Linked DNA regions of Hordeum vulgare: region 2 is linked to region 1. Evidence: chromatin contacts called from public Hi-C data. All regions are on one chromosome and are shown on one strand. The core of a region is the stretch at or near the end of the contact, and the rest is flanking DNA. Distances in the headings are between cores, read along the strand shown. Region 1 holds the start of LOC123452635 (RING-H2 finger protein ATL67-like). Region 2 holds the start of LOC123395893 (IQ domain-containing protein IQM3-like).

What was found. Hi-C and Micro-C count contacts between places; a contact is called where the count stands out from the background.
Region 2: a Hi-C map of leaf shows a contact between it and region 1, with 4 times the contacts expected there. The contact joins the promoter of LOC123395893 here to the promoter of LOC123452635 in region 1. A contact is called at or near these places in 2 of 6 Hi-C or Micro-C datasets (leaf and seedling).

The regions. Positions count from the first base shown.
Region 1 is chr5H:284,927,194-284,934,463 of MorexV3_pseudomolecules_assembly, forward strand. It overlaps LOC123452635 (RING-H2 finger protein ATL67-like), which reads right to left and starts at 2,575. Exons shown (of 2, transcript XM_045129333.1): 1 at 1,943-2,575. The coding sequence starts at 2,271.
Region 2 is chr5H:285,825,712-285,832,553 of MorexV3_pseudomolecules_assembly, forward strand. LOC123395893 (IQ domain-containing protein IQM3-like) reads right to left here and starts at 3,444. Exons shown (of 9, transcript XM_045090921.1): 1 at 3,019-3,444; 2 at 2,555-2,669; 3 at 2,348-2,413; 4 at 2,022-2,110; 5 at 1,787-1,874; 6 at 676-822; 7 at 306-398; 8 at 1-63. The coding sequence starts at 3,230.

The DNA of each region.
Region 1 (7,270 bases), core at 1,325-3,824:
CTCAGAGTTTATATTTTGGTGTAACCAGGAACAATTGCTACAAAAAATAAGCACAGGAAAAAATGGAAATACAGAATATAACACACCAACACATGCACACACTATCAAGTAATGAGCTTTTGTATAAATAAAAATATACTAGCTCAGCAAAGCAATAAAGTATGAAGGACAAATCTGAAAATGATCAACTAGTGATGCGTAGATAAAAAGAGGCAGGCTATTTCGATAGCTCAGTTTTTTTTGGAGTTTTAGGAGAATACTGTGTTTTCTTAGAAACCACGGTTTTAAATACGTCAATGTGTTTGGCATCAACAAATACAACAGATTCATAAACCGCAGTATCTCAACTACTGTATATTTTTGGTACTGTTTGAAAAAGAGATTTCTACCTCACTTTTTTTCTAAACCAAACCGAGAAAAACTGCAGTTTTTAGAAACTGAAGTATTCATTGCCCATACAATGGAATACTAAGCTTAGATTATTACGATTTTGGAAAAACTGTGCTGCCAAAAACTAGCTGGGAAACTGGATGGGATGTTTGGTGTTTGTTTCAAGATACTAAACACAAAGGTGAATCACACAATTGGTGCAAGTAATTCCCATAATATTATTATCCCTCCATCCCAAAATAAGTGTCTTAACTTTGTACCAGATCTAGTACAAAGTTGTACTAAGCTTGAGACACTTATTTTGGACGGAGGGAGTATGTTATTACAACCATTGTACTCATATATTGGTTGTAATAACATCTTATATTATGGGACGGAGGTAGTAGTAAATGATGTGCATCCAGCGAAAGACTTGTTCAACTAACAGTGAAGGACTAGATCGGACATCAGACAACCAAGCCAGTCCTAGCCTCCCTCTAATTAAGCATATGTGAGTACTCACAATATACTCCTTAATTGTGATGCACCATTATTCTTCAGTACTGTATGATTTTATTCAGGAGCAGCTCAAAGATATTTGTATTTCAGTTAGATGTTATTAACCAAGTTGTCTTATCTGTCCAATGAAAATGAAATCTTGGGGACCTAATGGTTCAATAGTCAATCCCAGTTAAACACCGTAACCAGGACTCTGGTACTAAAAAGGTCACATGTTTTTTCTTAGGCACCAACATGCTGAAGGACATTTCCTATGGTACTAACAGAATCTAAAAACACTCTCAAGGACAGCTTCACTTCTACAAGAGGGGATCCATCTCAAATACTCACACTGAGAAGTGGTTAGAAGAATGCAAATACTTGCCAAAGGTTACTGAGGACAATGGTGGGTAGTATATACCTAGGATAACTATCCTTTTAGGCAGTATGTTTATAACAACTAACGCCGGGCAAAGCTCAACAATTCTTTATCCACATAATATAGTCTATGGTAAAGTTGTTAAGAAACACCAAATTCATGTTAGCTAATGATGCGTTAGCAACTTGCATCATTGAGCAAGTTGGAACTGAAGCATGGGATTTCACAGTCCCAGTCCCACCTTGGTACTAATATTAGAAGTCTAACCAAAAAGTATTTGGCATGTATGTATGTGAGGATTCAGTGCTCACAGCACTAGTATCCAAAAGAACCCAACTAGACAGTGACAATGACACTAATCCTTGCCTTACAATAATGATGGTGAGATCCCTCTTTCGGCACTCATCAGTGAGTGCGCCCTCACAGATACAAGCTCATAATTGCAGCGCTGGTCGCCCTAAATCAGTGCCTAAGGATCAACTAAAACTTGCACGACCGAGACACACAATCCCATCGGAAGTGCAATTCCAGTGAATACGAGGGATATACTGACTAAACGGCGCTACACAGTGGAGTAGGAGTAGATTCCAAGTTTAGAGTTTAGACGGCAGGCAACGCAAGGAAGCGCATGGCACGGGGACAGATTGGAATCGGCGATTGGACGGAGCAAAGGCAGATCGAGGAGCAGCCACTTACTGCGGGGCCGCGTCGGAGGAGTCGGAGTCTGAGGAGGGCGATGCAGCTGAGAAGGCGCGGGTGGGGAAGGAGGCGACGGCGGCCAGGTCAAGCCCCCCGGCGCCGGGGCCGGCCGCTGGCTGCCCCCCCAGGCGGTCGACCTGGACGGCGAAGAAGTAGTTGGCGGCGAGGGGCGGGAAGCCCGGCGGGAGCGGCGAGGCCCGGGAGCGGCGCCGACGGCGGCGCACGAGCGCGCAGACGAGCCTGGAGCAGACGAAGAGTATGAAGAGCACGCTGACGCAGAAGCCGAGCAGCGTGAGCACCATGCTCGTGGACACCCCCGACGCCATGGCTGGCGGCGGATGGGAGCGCGAGCGTGGGCGCTGCCTCTCCCCCTCCCCTTCTCTGTTCTCCCCCTCGCTGGTGTGGTGTGGTGTGGTGTGGTTTGTGTTAATAGAATGGGATCTGCGTCTGCTGCGCACTCACGCCGTTGCGCTCGCATTTAGGAAGTTGTTGCGTGTCGCGTGGATTTTTATCCGTCGGGAACGGGATGCGGTGCGGTGGTGGGGGCGGATCGGTGGCCTTCATCAAGGAAAGGAAGGAAGGAAGGGTGTGTGGCTGCAGCGGGCGGGGCCGTGACCCTCCCACCACCGGGCGCGCACTACGGACGGCGGCAGCAGATAGATAGATACGAATAGGACGGATTTGCGAGCGACGGATGGGCGGAGCGGCGCAAAAGGGAAAGATACCGTGTCGACTTGAGTACGCAGGGCGAGGCGGGAGATAGATGATGAGGCGTGAGGTTCCAAGCCACGCAGCGGGTCAGCGACGGAACCCATGGCTGGGCCGAGCAGCGAGTCAGCAAAAAAAAGATTGACAAGGATTTTTCACAAAAAGGTGGGTGGACTTGAGTACGCAGGGCGAGGCGGGAGATAGATGATGAGGCGTGAGGTTCCAAGCCACGCAGCGGGTCAGCGACGGAACCCATGGCTGGGCCGAGCAGCGAGTCAGCAAAAAAAAGATTGACAAGGATTTTTCACAAAAAGGTGGGTGGAGATGCGGGGTATCGATCCCCGTGCCTCTCGCATGCTAAGCGAGCAATCTACCATCTGAGCTACGTCCCCGAACGAGTTCCTGTTTCATTCTGAACTTAATTGTAGTCTCCTACTCCCGTGAGCCCAAGCGTGCTGACGTCGTACTGGCCATCCTTCTTCAGAAATTAAGCGCGATCTGACTTCTGTTGTAAAAAAAAAATCATTGTTATAGTCTATTAGTGTATGGTAAGACAAGCTACCGCCATAGTGAGTGACGGTGGAAATTAGTCAACGTTAAACCGGTGTCTGTTAAATGTTGAAAAGTAATAGAGGATTGGTGGAATGGTTGTTTTATTGCTTGAGCCTCATGGACATATATATATATATAAGTACAATGATCAACTTAGAGTACAAGGCAAGGTAAGACAATTCCTAGTCTATCTCATATTTTCTAATAATCAATATACTCAAGATCCCCCTGAAGTCACAGCGGTAGCGACGCAGACGGTGAGACTGAAGAAGAATCCGAAGATAAGCCGAGGGACATCCCCCCACAGTCGTAATGGTCGAGGCATCATGGAAGTTGTAGCTGGAGTGGATACCGACGAGGTTTCTCAAGCAAGGCGGTAGCCCTTTGTGCCGATGTCGAGGTAGCCGAGAGCGTAGTATGGTGTAGCCGCGGTCGAGGTAGCAGTGCAAAGAACGTCGTGGTCGATGTCGAGTCGGGGTAACCGGTGTCGAGGAAGTCGCCGTGAAGCCCTGGCGCAAGGAGGCGCCGAGTTAGGGGTGGATGTAGTGGTGTCAAAGTAGTGATGTGTCGAGAAGGAGACGTAGTTGACGACGCGTCGTGCCGGGTTTGCCAAGCCCGGGAACACATCGTGGACGAAGGCATGCATCGATGTTGCCATCACCGCGCATGCGTAGACGAACGAAGTCGATATTAGTGATGCTCCGCGCTAGGCTTGCCAGGCCTAGGAGCACATCGGGGACGAAGGCACACGTCAGTGTTGCCAGCACCGGGCATGTGGAGACGGGGACCAGCGAACAACCTGCACGCCATGTCGAGAGGATATCAGAGAACGACTCAACGACGGTTGCGGTGCAAATCGGCGGGGGTCCATGTTGCCCGCATTGGTCGGAGTAGATGAAGTGGTTGGGGAAGACGACGGCGACGCTGGCGATGAGCTGCTGCTGAACGAAGATGAAGGAGCTGGACGGGCGATGCGGCTCGGGTGAGCAAGTTGCAGCAGTGCCAAAGGAGAGCGGCGGTGCTGGCCTGATGGCGGCGGCGGCGGCTGGTTAGGAGCGCGGCGGCGATGCTCGAAGTAGGCGAGGAAGAGCCCGACAGCATGACGAAGACCGGCGCGGACGATGGCGTTCCCGCGCCGAAAGAGACGACGCGGCGCATACCACAGGAAGTCGACGCGCGGGGACGGCGGAGTGGACCGCGTGCCACATTGCTACGACCCGAAGGGGCGACGAAGCGGCAACGTGCGGGTCGGGGCGACAGCGGGAAGACCTCGGGGTGGCGGCGTAGGCCGCATGCCGCAATGCTACGACCCGAAGGGGCGACGCAGCGGTGGTGCACAGGTCAGTGCAGCCACACGGAAGGCCTCGAGCGACGGCCACGACCGCGTGCCGCTACACTACAACCCGAAGGGATGGTGTAGCGGTGGCTCGCGGGTCGGGGAAACCGCTGGGAGAACCACTGGGTGATGGCACTGCAGCCCTATGGGGCAACGCAGCGGCAGACAGTTGCTCGATCAGTGGAGGGGCACGCTATACTCGGGACAGCCTTCACAAGACCCGCGGAGGCGCATGCAACCGACTTGATCAGGTCAGCTGCATGGCGAGGATGGAGTCGATCGTGGCGGGCGGGTGATCAATCCGATCGCACGCGAGGTTGGGGCGTTGCTCGATGATGATGACGGCGTCATGGACGATGATGTGGGGTGGCCGAGCAAACTAAGGCAACGACGGCCAACGGGGAACTGTTGGAAATATTCCCTAGAGGCAATGATAAAATAGTTATTATTATATTTTCTGTTTCAAGATAATTGTTTGTTATCCATGCTATTATTGTATTGAATGAAAACATAGATACATGTGTGGATACATAGACAAAACAATGTCCCTAGCAAGCCTCTAGTTGGCTAGCCAGTTGATCAAGGATGGTTAAGGTTTTCTGACCATATGCAAGTGTTGACACTTGATAATTGGATCACATCATGAGGAGAATCATGTGATGGACTAGACCCAAACTATGAACGTAGCATGTGATCGTGTCATTTTATTGCTATTGTTTTCTGCGTGTCAAGTATTCATTCCTATGACCATGAGATCATATAACTCACTGACACCGGGAGGAATACCTTGTGTGTATCAAACGTCGCAACGTAACTGGGTGACTATAAAGGTACTCTACAGGTATCTCCGAAGGTGTCCGTTGAGTTAGTATGGATCAAGACTGGGATTTGTCACTCCGTGTGACGGAGAGGTATCTTGGGGCCCACTCGGTAATACAACATCACAAACAAGCCTTGCAAGCAATGTGACTCAAGTGTAAGTCACAGGATCTTGTATTACGGAACGAGTAAAGAGACTTACCGGTAACGAGATTGAAATAGGTATACGGATACCGACGATCGAATCTCGGGCAAGTAACATATCGAAGGACAAAGGGAATGACATACGTGATTATGTGAATCCTTGACACAGAGGTTCAACCGATAAGATCTTCGTAGAATATGTAGGATCCAATATGGAGATCCAGGTCCCGCTATTGGATATTGACCAAGGAGTGTCTCGGGTCATGTCTACATAGTTCTCGAACCCGCAGGGTCTGCACACGTAAGGTTCGATGATGTTTTAGTATAGTTGAGTTATATGTGTGGTTACCGAAGGTTGTTCGGATTCCTAGATGAGATCACGAACGTCACGAGGGTTTCCGGAATGGTTCGGAAATGAAGATTGATATATAGGATGGTTTCATTTGGTCACGGAAAGTTTCGGGCATTACCGGCAGTGTACCGGGAGTGACGAATGGGTTCCGGGTATTCACCGGGAGGGGCCCACCCACCCGGGAGTGAGCCCAGTGCCCCTAGGGTGGCGCACCAGCCCTTAGTGGGCTGGTGAGGCCATCCCAATAGGGCCATGGCGCCACAAGTGGAAAATACCAACGGAAAGAAAAAAAAAGGAAAGAGGGAGGTGGGAAGGAAGGAGTGGACTCCTTCCCCCAAACCGAATTAGGGTGGAAGTCCACCTCCTCCCTTCGGCCGACACCCTTGGGTCTCCCTTGAGCCCCAAGGCTAGCCCCTCCCCTCCTCCTATATATATTGGTGGTTTAGGGTTCTTTGAGACACAACTTTGCCACATGCAACTCAAACCTATACCACGTAGTTCTTCCTCTAGATCGGATTTCTACGGAGCTCGGGCGGAGCCCTACAGGAGTAGATCATCACCACCACCGGAGCGCCGTCATGCTGCCGGAGAACTCATCTACTTCTCCGTCTCTCTTGCTGGATCAAGAAGGCCGAGATTGTCATCAAGTTGTACGTGTGCTGAACGCGGAGGTGTCGTCCGTTCGCCGCTAGATCGGAACGGATCGTGGGACGGATCATGGGACGACGGTGATTTGAATCACGAAGCTGTACGACTACATCAACCGCGTTTCTTAATGCTTCCCGCTTAGCGATCTACAAGGGTACGTAGATCTAACCTCCTCTCGTAGATGAACATCACCATGATAGGTCTTCGTGTGCGTAGGAAATTTTTTGTTTCCCATGCAACGTTCCCCGACACTCTGATCCTTTGTCACTCCGTAATTTCTTGATCTTCACTTCAAACTGATTTTGGGCTTTCTGAGCGAAGTTCTTGAACAAATATTGTACGTGCGACCTGTCATCAAGAAAGAATACCCATGTAAATCTAGAAAAATCATCAACAATGACTAGACCAAGAGAATTTCCACCAAGTCTCTTGTAAGCATTGGGACCAAAGAGATCCATGTGAAGCAGCTCGAGTGGCCTTCTAGTAGTCATGATGTTCTTCACGAAATGACTTCCTCGTACTTGTTTCCCTGCTTGACAAGCACTACAAAGTCTATCTTTTTCCAATATAACATCTTTAACACCAAGAATATGATCACCTTTGATAGGATTGTCTTGATTACGCATACCAACATGTCCTAGCCTTCTATGCCATAGCCAACCTTTAGATGATTTTACAATCAGACATGTACAAGGTTTGTGTTTTTAGTGAAATCAACAATGTATAGATCACCTCTGCGAAGCTCGGGCGGAGCCCTGCAGGAATA
Region 2 (6,842 bases), core at 2,194-4,693, 900 kb after region 1:
GCTCATGAAGTTGTTAAGGTTCTCCCCACTCGGCTTGTAATGTCCACTATAGGCCCAAATGGACTGAAATGAGAAGAGATCACCAAAGCATCATATTAGCACAATGCATCGAAGGAGAAAGCACAAGAACAAAATTGTGACTTTGTGAGTATGCTAGATCTTGTGGGACAAAGATGCAGAGGCCGGGGTTATCCTCCTTTTCTAAAATCTATGTGTAAAATACAATATTTAAGTAACAATTCACCAAGTGTAATATCTAAGTGTAAATAGTAGCACTAAGATAGGATGGTGGTTCTCGACAATACCTTGATAACTCCATTTTCTGCAGTAAACCTTCCAGCAGCTATGGTTGCACCTCCTGCTAAAAAGCTGGAGTGCTGGAATACACCTTTCTCCTTCTGGATATAGAAATAAGCATACAAGTTGAACATTTAGTGAAGCTAATCTTCCAAGAGCAGTTTTAGCATGCTCCCTCTTACCCCCTCTTTTCACATGAGAGGTAAGATATATAATAGATCTGAGCCGTTAATCCCATTAATTAGTGATCTGATTAGCTCTTACCTTACCTCACATGTAAAAAGAGGGGTAAGATGGAGCATGTTAAAATTTGCGATCTTCCAAATCATGATATAACAGTGCTCAGCAGCAATATAATGATGTGAGTTATCAAACTACCTGCCCAGCATAAAGTTTCTTTGCTGTGCTCATAACAAAAATCCATTTTGTCCCTTTAGGGCCCTGGCTTGTATCAAGTGCTTCTTCAGATACCCTGTGGATAATCTTTCCCTCTTTAATGATGTATTCATAGTACTCACGCTCTTGCTGCAAAATATTAGACAACTGTTACAGAGTTCATGCTCAACAATCTTCTTCCAAACTTTCACGTGGCAATTTGTCATGACAAATCTGAACATGTTGGGTGTATTGTGGTTAAGATGAACAGTCAAATAGAAGTATAAATGGCAAAGGCTAGGGAGTTCTATGACCTCATTAAACATAATTCAAGACTTCTGGAACTTTGGCAGTAAAATTTATCTTCAATAACTCTCTCCAGAAATATAAGGAAGGAATGCACGTTTCCAAGATGTAACTTTGACCAACGATTTGCCCAACTATGTGGATTGTCTCGTACAAATTGATACCACTGAAAAGTGCTTTTAGGATGAATCCAACGATACCAATTTTTGTATTAACGTTATCCACATACTATTGACCAGCAAATTTGAGAAGTGTGTGTGTGTGTGCGCGCGCGTGCCTTACAATTCTGGGTGGAGGAAGTATTTATTTTTTTACAATGGGATTAAGACCCTTCCCCGGACCTTGTGCAAGCGGGAGCAACGTGCATCGGGCTGCCCTTTTTTTTGCAATAGCATTAAAACATATATGTGCCGCGGGCTGCAGAAGTCCAGAGACGGAGGAGAGTGCACTCGTTCTCATGTAGATGCTGGCACGGCCCAATCCCTGTCGAAGTTAGGCAGGCTCTTTGGCTTAGTTTTGTCTTTGCACCTGAGATACCCTTACCAACTAAATGACATATCTCTTGCCTAACTAAATATCATTCCATAAAAACTGTCAATATTTTCCTATTTTAAGCTATCTCTTTTCTAACTAAATAGATATACTTACAAACTAAATAATGTATTGACTATTGTTCTTAACTCCTTTATCAATTGATCCACATATTATTTAGCACTCTGAAGTTCTAATGCAGCTCTCAGTGAAATATTTTCAGTAAGAACGGTATCGTTCCAAATAAAGATAGCATCCATTATGCAAATGATCTTACTGGACCAAGATATCTTATGCATTGCTTTTTCAGCAGAGCCCTTGAGCATTCTGGAAGCTCTACATCTTTTCCCTCACCAATATCGAGCCTGAATATGCAAAAAGAAAAGGACCTATCAATTTTCGTGCAAAATCGATCAGACTTATCTCGCAGGAAAATGACAGCTACATATTGATTGCTTCATTTCATTTGAACAACCAAATTTTGATATACACAATGGCAGTCATTTCCTTACCAGTAGAAGAACGGCTGGCCAGCCTGGGTCTGGGACCAGGCATCATAGTAGAAATGCAGGTTGTGCCCGTACCTATGCCTTGGATCAATCTACAAGATGGCAGATGGATTTCAAAATTTTGCAAGCCGAAGTCCAAGTCAACCGTGAAAGCTGTAGAGCTTTTATCATGGATGTTCGCAGCTAACGGAAAGTCCAAGTCAACTGATACTGCGAAGCTGATTCTTTTCACACTCATTTGGAGAGCGGAGAAAGGCAACGAATACAACACTAGTACTACTAAAATTAGATTAAAATCAGTAGTTGATGTGTAGGATTTCTGTACTCACAGCCTCGATCCAGTGCTGGAAAGCCAGCTTAAGAGCCTTAGCATCCTTGGATAAACCCTGACCCACCTGCATCAAGCTCATGAACATGTGTTGGAGTTAAAATCGAGGAGAATTCCAGTCAAAAGAATCATTCTCTTGTGAGGGGAAAGGCCATGGTGAGCTGCCTTGCGCTGGCGATTGATGCGGGGAAAGGGAAAGCGGCAAGACCTTGGATGCATTGAGGCTGACGCGGTTCCAGCGCGAGGCGGCGGTCTCCGGCTCCGGGCCATCGTAGAAGGAGACGGTGCTGTGGTTTAGCCGCGCGAAGTCCAGCGCTTGCCACCTTCATTCAATCCAAACAAAAAAAAAAAAACAGTTTGATTTTCAGCACCCGTAACCATCATCAAGACAAATCAATGATGCAGAGGCCGGAGGCCTCCTTTCCAAAAAAAAATAAAAAAAAATCAGGACGAAGCAAATCAGGCATTGCCGACACCAAAATCAGCGTCTCACGGGAGGGCAACAACTAACAAGCAAGAAAAGGGCAGCAATAAGCGCAGAATCCCAAGAAAGACGGGTTTGGACGATTTTCTTTGCCAAAATTGTCAGACGACCAAATGGGAGAAAGGAAACAGGCACGGTGGTGATGTTATCTTTTTTTTTTTGTGTGTGTGTAGGAAGGATCTGTTTACCAGAGCTCCTCGACGACGACGGCGGAGTCGGCAAGCTTGCGCCTGGTCCGGTAGCTCCGGTAGACCTTCTGCACCTTGGTCGCCGCGCCATTCGCGCTGCCTCCAGCCGCCGGCGACGGCGAGGAGGCCTCCGTGTGATTCGGCTCCCGCGCGGCAGAGCCCACGCGGTCCAGCCCGGCCGCCGGAGTAGGCATCGCAGTCTCCACCTCCATCTATCAAGGTAATGGTGGACTAATGGTTGTAGTCTTATCAAGCAGGAGGAAGGGGGAGGAGGAGGAGGCGGCAGCAGCAGCAGGAATTTAAGGTGTAACACGAGAGGTTGTTGGAGAATAATTTAATTTAATGCGCTCATTGAGTTACTAGTGTAGGAGTAGTATTCTCTCCTGCTGGCGGGAACTACGGGCAGCGTACAGAAAGATTTCCCGGCAACAACAGAAAGAAAAAGAGAGGGCAGAAATGTTATGTTATTCAGCCTGCCGAGTAGGCGTGGCATGCGAGTGTGTGTATGCCAAGGTCCACGGTGACGTGGATTGCCGGTCATGACGGGCTGCATGCCGACGCGGTCGCCGATAGTGTGTGGTATCGACCGCCGGGTCGGGTCGTGTCCACCGTGCGTTTCCTATAGGAGCCGCACATAGATACTCCGGTGTATTTCCAGAATTCCTGTCCATACAACTCACACGTCTCCTCAGGTGCACGCTGCATGCAAATGTATGTGATTCTAGAGCAGCACATACGTCTATTTCCAAACGCATTTATGGTCCGCTACTACTGGTAGCTTTCCTGAATAGGAATTCACTCCAAAGGACAGCGATTTCGTTTCTTTTTTGTCTGTTTGAATCGGTTAGGCGGACACGAACGTTTGCTTTCGCAAATGGATCGGCTCGTGCGCACAACGCTGACCGGACCTCTTTTTTGTCTAAAAAAAAGACATAATACATAATTAAACATTAGAAACCGGTCACGAAGGCCGGCGATAGTTCACGCGTCGCGTTCACATTACATTAAATAAAAATAAAATAAAAAACTAAAACTGCGTCCATGTAGCCCTAGGCGTCATCGTCGTCGTCGTCGGGGCCGGTGAGGTCGACCAACGTTGGTGCAGGGGCGGCCCATGGGAACGTCGAGTTCCAGAGCGTAGCTGCCTGCGCCTCCGTTGTCTGCCCCGCCGGCGCGGGATGTGGTGGTGGCGGTGGCAGCGCAGCAGCACGAGCACACTCCTCCTCCTCCGCCTCCCGTCGTTCCTCCTCCTCCTCCTTCTCCAGCTCCATGAGCCGCAGGCCTTCGACGCGCTCCGCCTGCAGGTGCACCGACCTCCAATGCTCGAGGCAGGCCTGCTCCTGCAGCAGGGACGCGCCCCAGCCAGATGGGCGGCGCGCTGACGAACTCCTGGACGACACCGGTCCACTGGTAGACCTCCCGCGGCAGCACGGGCTCGGGCTCCGGTGGAGGTGGCACGACGCAGTCGCAGGCAGCCGACAGTGCCATGGCCTCCGCGACCTGTTGCTGGTACGCCGTCTCCTCTTCGACCATGCGTCAGGCTTCTTCCTCGCTGTCGCGGAGGACACCAGCGAGCGCCGCCTGGTAGGCGGCCTCAGCCTCTTGGTCCTCGTCGTCGACGATAGGCGGGGGCGGCGGAGGGCCTCCTGGTTGCACTTGGCGCACACCACGGCGGCGTTGCTTCTCGTGCTCCACCGCGAACCACACCTCCCAGTTAGGGGAGTCGGCCGCGTATGTGGGGTCTCGTCGCTGCTCTGCCGTCAGCAGACACCGTCGCTTGGTCACCTCCTCCGCATGCAGCCGCGTCGACCGCGACACGCCCGGCACCGGAATCCTCTCCGGATCCAGATGCTAGCCGTGCGGCAGCGTGACGTCGGGGGTAAGGAAGTGCACGTGTTGCTCCTAGTGCCACCGCACTTGGTGCACCGGGACGCTCACGCGCTGGCGAGGCCGGTGGGAAGACGACGGCGGGGAGGTGGCGCGGGGGAAGAGCGGGGCCTTGCCCTTGTTTGGGAAGCCGTCGGCCATGGTGGGCTAGGGTTTCGGTCCCTTGGTCGCCGAGGAGGTGGCGAGATGGGGACGGGGGTGGGTTTTGGCAGCAGATGGCGGAACCCACCGAACGCTCGGATTAAAAAAGGCCAGCCGCGGTCGCCGACGCGTGGGCCCGAGGATGGCGACCGTCATAAATTATGTTGACCGCGGTGGTTGGGGGCGGACACCGAGGGGGCATGCGCGCGTCCGCGCCGACGCATTTCAGTCCCAAATTTGGGCGAGAAATGGATCGGCGCGGACGCGAAGCGAACGCGTTTTGGCAATGGATCGGCGCGTTGGGCCATCATTTTTGTCCGCGCCGACCCAAACGGACGGCGACGGACGAAATGGGTCGCCCCATTGGAGTTGCTCTTATTACTCTTTAAGGGTTGAAATTCACATTATTGCTTTACCTACTACCCCGTGGTACTCGTGGCAGCTGGCTTCGTGCCCGCATCCTTTTGTGCCATAGGTATGTGCCAATGCATCATCTCTTAGCACGTAATCATACACATAATAAAAACATAAAAAACAACTTATATAATGCATTGTATCTTATATATGTGGTGTATTAAAATTTAATGATTTATGACTTCTCCATGCATGTGATTGGGTTAGCATCTCTTTTTTGCCTATGGTCACGTGCTAAAGTTGTATGTTAGCTAAGATACAATCTTACTATCTCTCTTCATTAAATATAGTGTCACATAAGTAAAATGCCTATGAAACCATGCTAAGAGACTTGCATTGGCACATGCCTTAGTCTAGCCATAACGGGGTAACATAACTATTATCATATTCTTAGAACTAGCAAACATGCCGATGTGTCATATAATATTGTTATTTTGCTTGATTTGTTTTAGGACCGATTTTTATTTCCTTGTGCTAAAAACCGTAGTATGTCCGGTCCGTTTCTTTTATTTTCTTCATATAAAAATTGGTGCGCACACAAGAGGATTTGATCCTTGTACCCCTCATGAGGTAACTCAACTAGCCAACCAGCTCATCTATGTTCCTTTTTCTTGACAAAACGAAACCAAATAGGTTATTTAACTTGTCTCCTCTTCTATGTTTGCACAAAAGTTAACACAATGTCCAATCTTTTCCACACTTAAGTAGACTATTTTTTACCAACTCATCTAGAGTCGATAGCACCGTGGTAATTTTAGTGATCAGGGGGATACACCCCGGTCACTTTTGTGTGAATATCAGGGTAACTCGCATATCACAAACCTGATAAACTTATATAACCCAGTCTTGATAACTTTGGCGTGGGGGTGGGGGTTGATGAAATATCTTCGGGTAACTTTGGTGTGAATAGCATGGTAACTCACACATTTGTGACGTGATAACTTATGCAGCCCAGTCCTAGTAACTTTGACGAAGAGAGTTGATGAAATATACCTCTGATAATTTTTATGTGAATATCACGGTAACTCACACATCACTAAAAACTTATGTACCTCGGTCTTGGTAAATTTGGCGACCGGGTGGAGGGAGGCACGTTGATGAAATACCCTCGGTTAATTTTTGTGTGAATAGCTTGATAACTCACACATCGCATACCTAATAATTTCTGATAGAAAATATGTTGGAACAAATCTTGATGTTAGTAGTTTCCATATTTGTAGTTTTATAGCCTGAAAAATCATGCTGAAGCTGAGAATTGAAGTCAAGAATTCAATATTGAGATCTTAACACACTAGCCAACTCACCCACTACATGGCTCCTCACAAGTTCAAATAAAGTACCACTTTTTTGACCATGCAAACCACAAAAGTTATTGAAACATA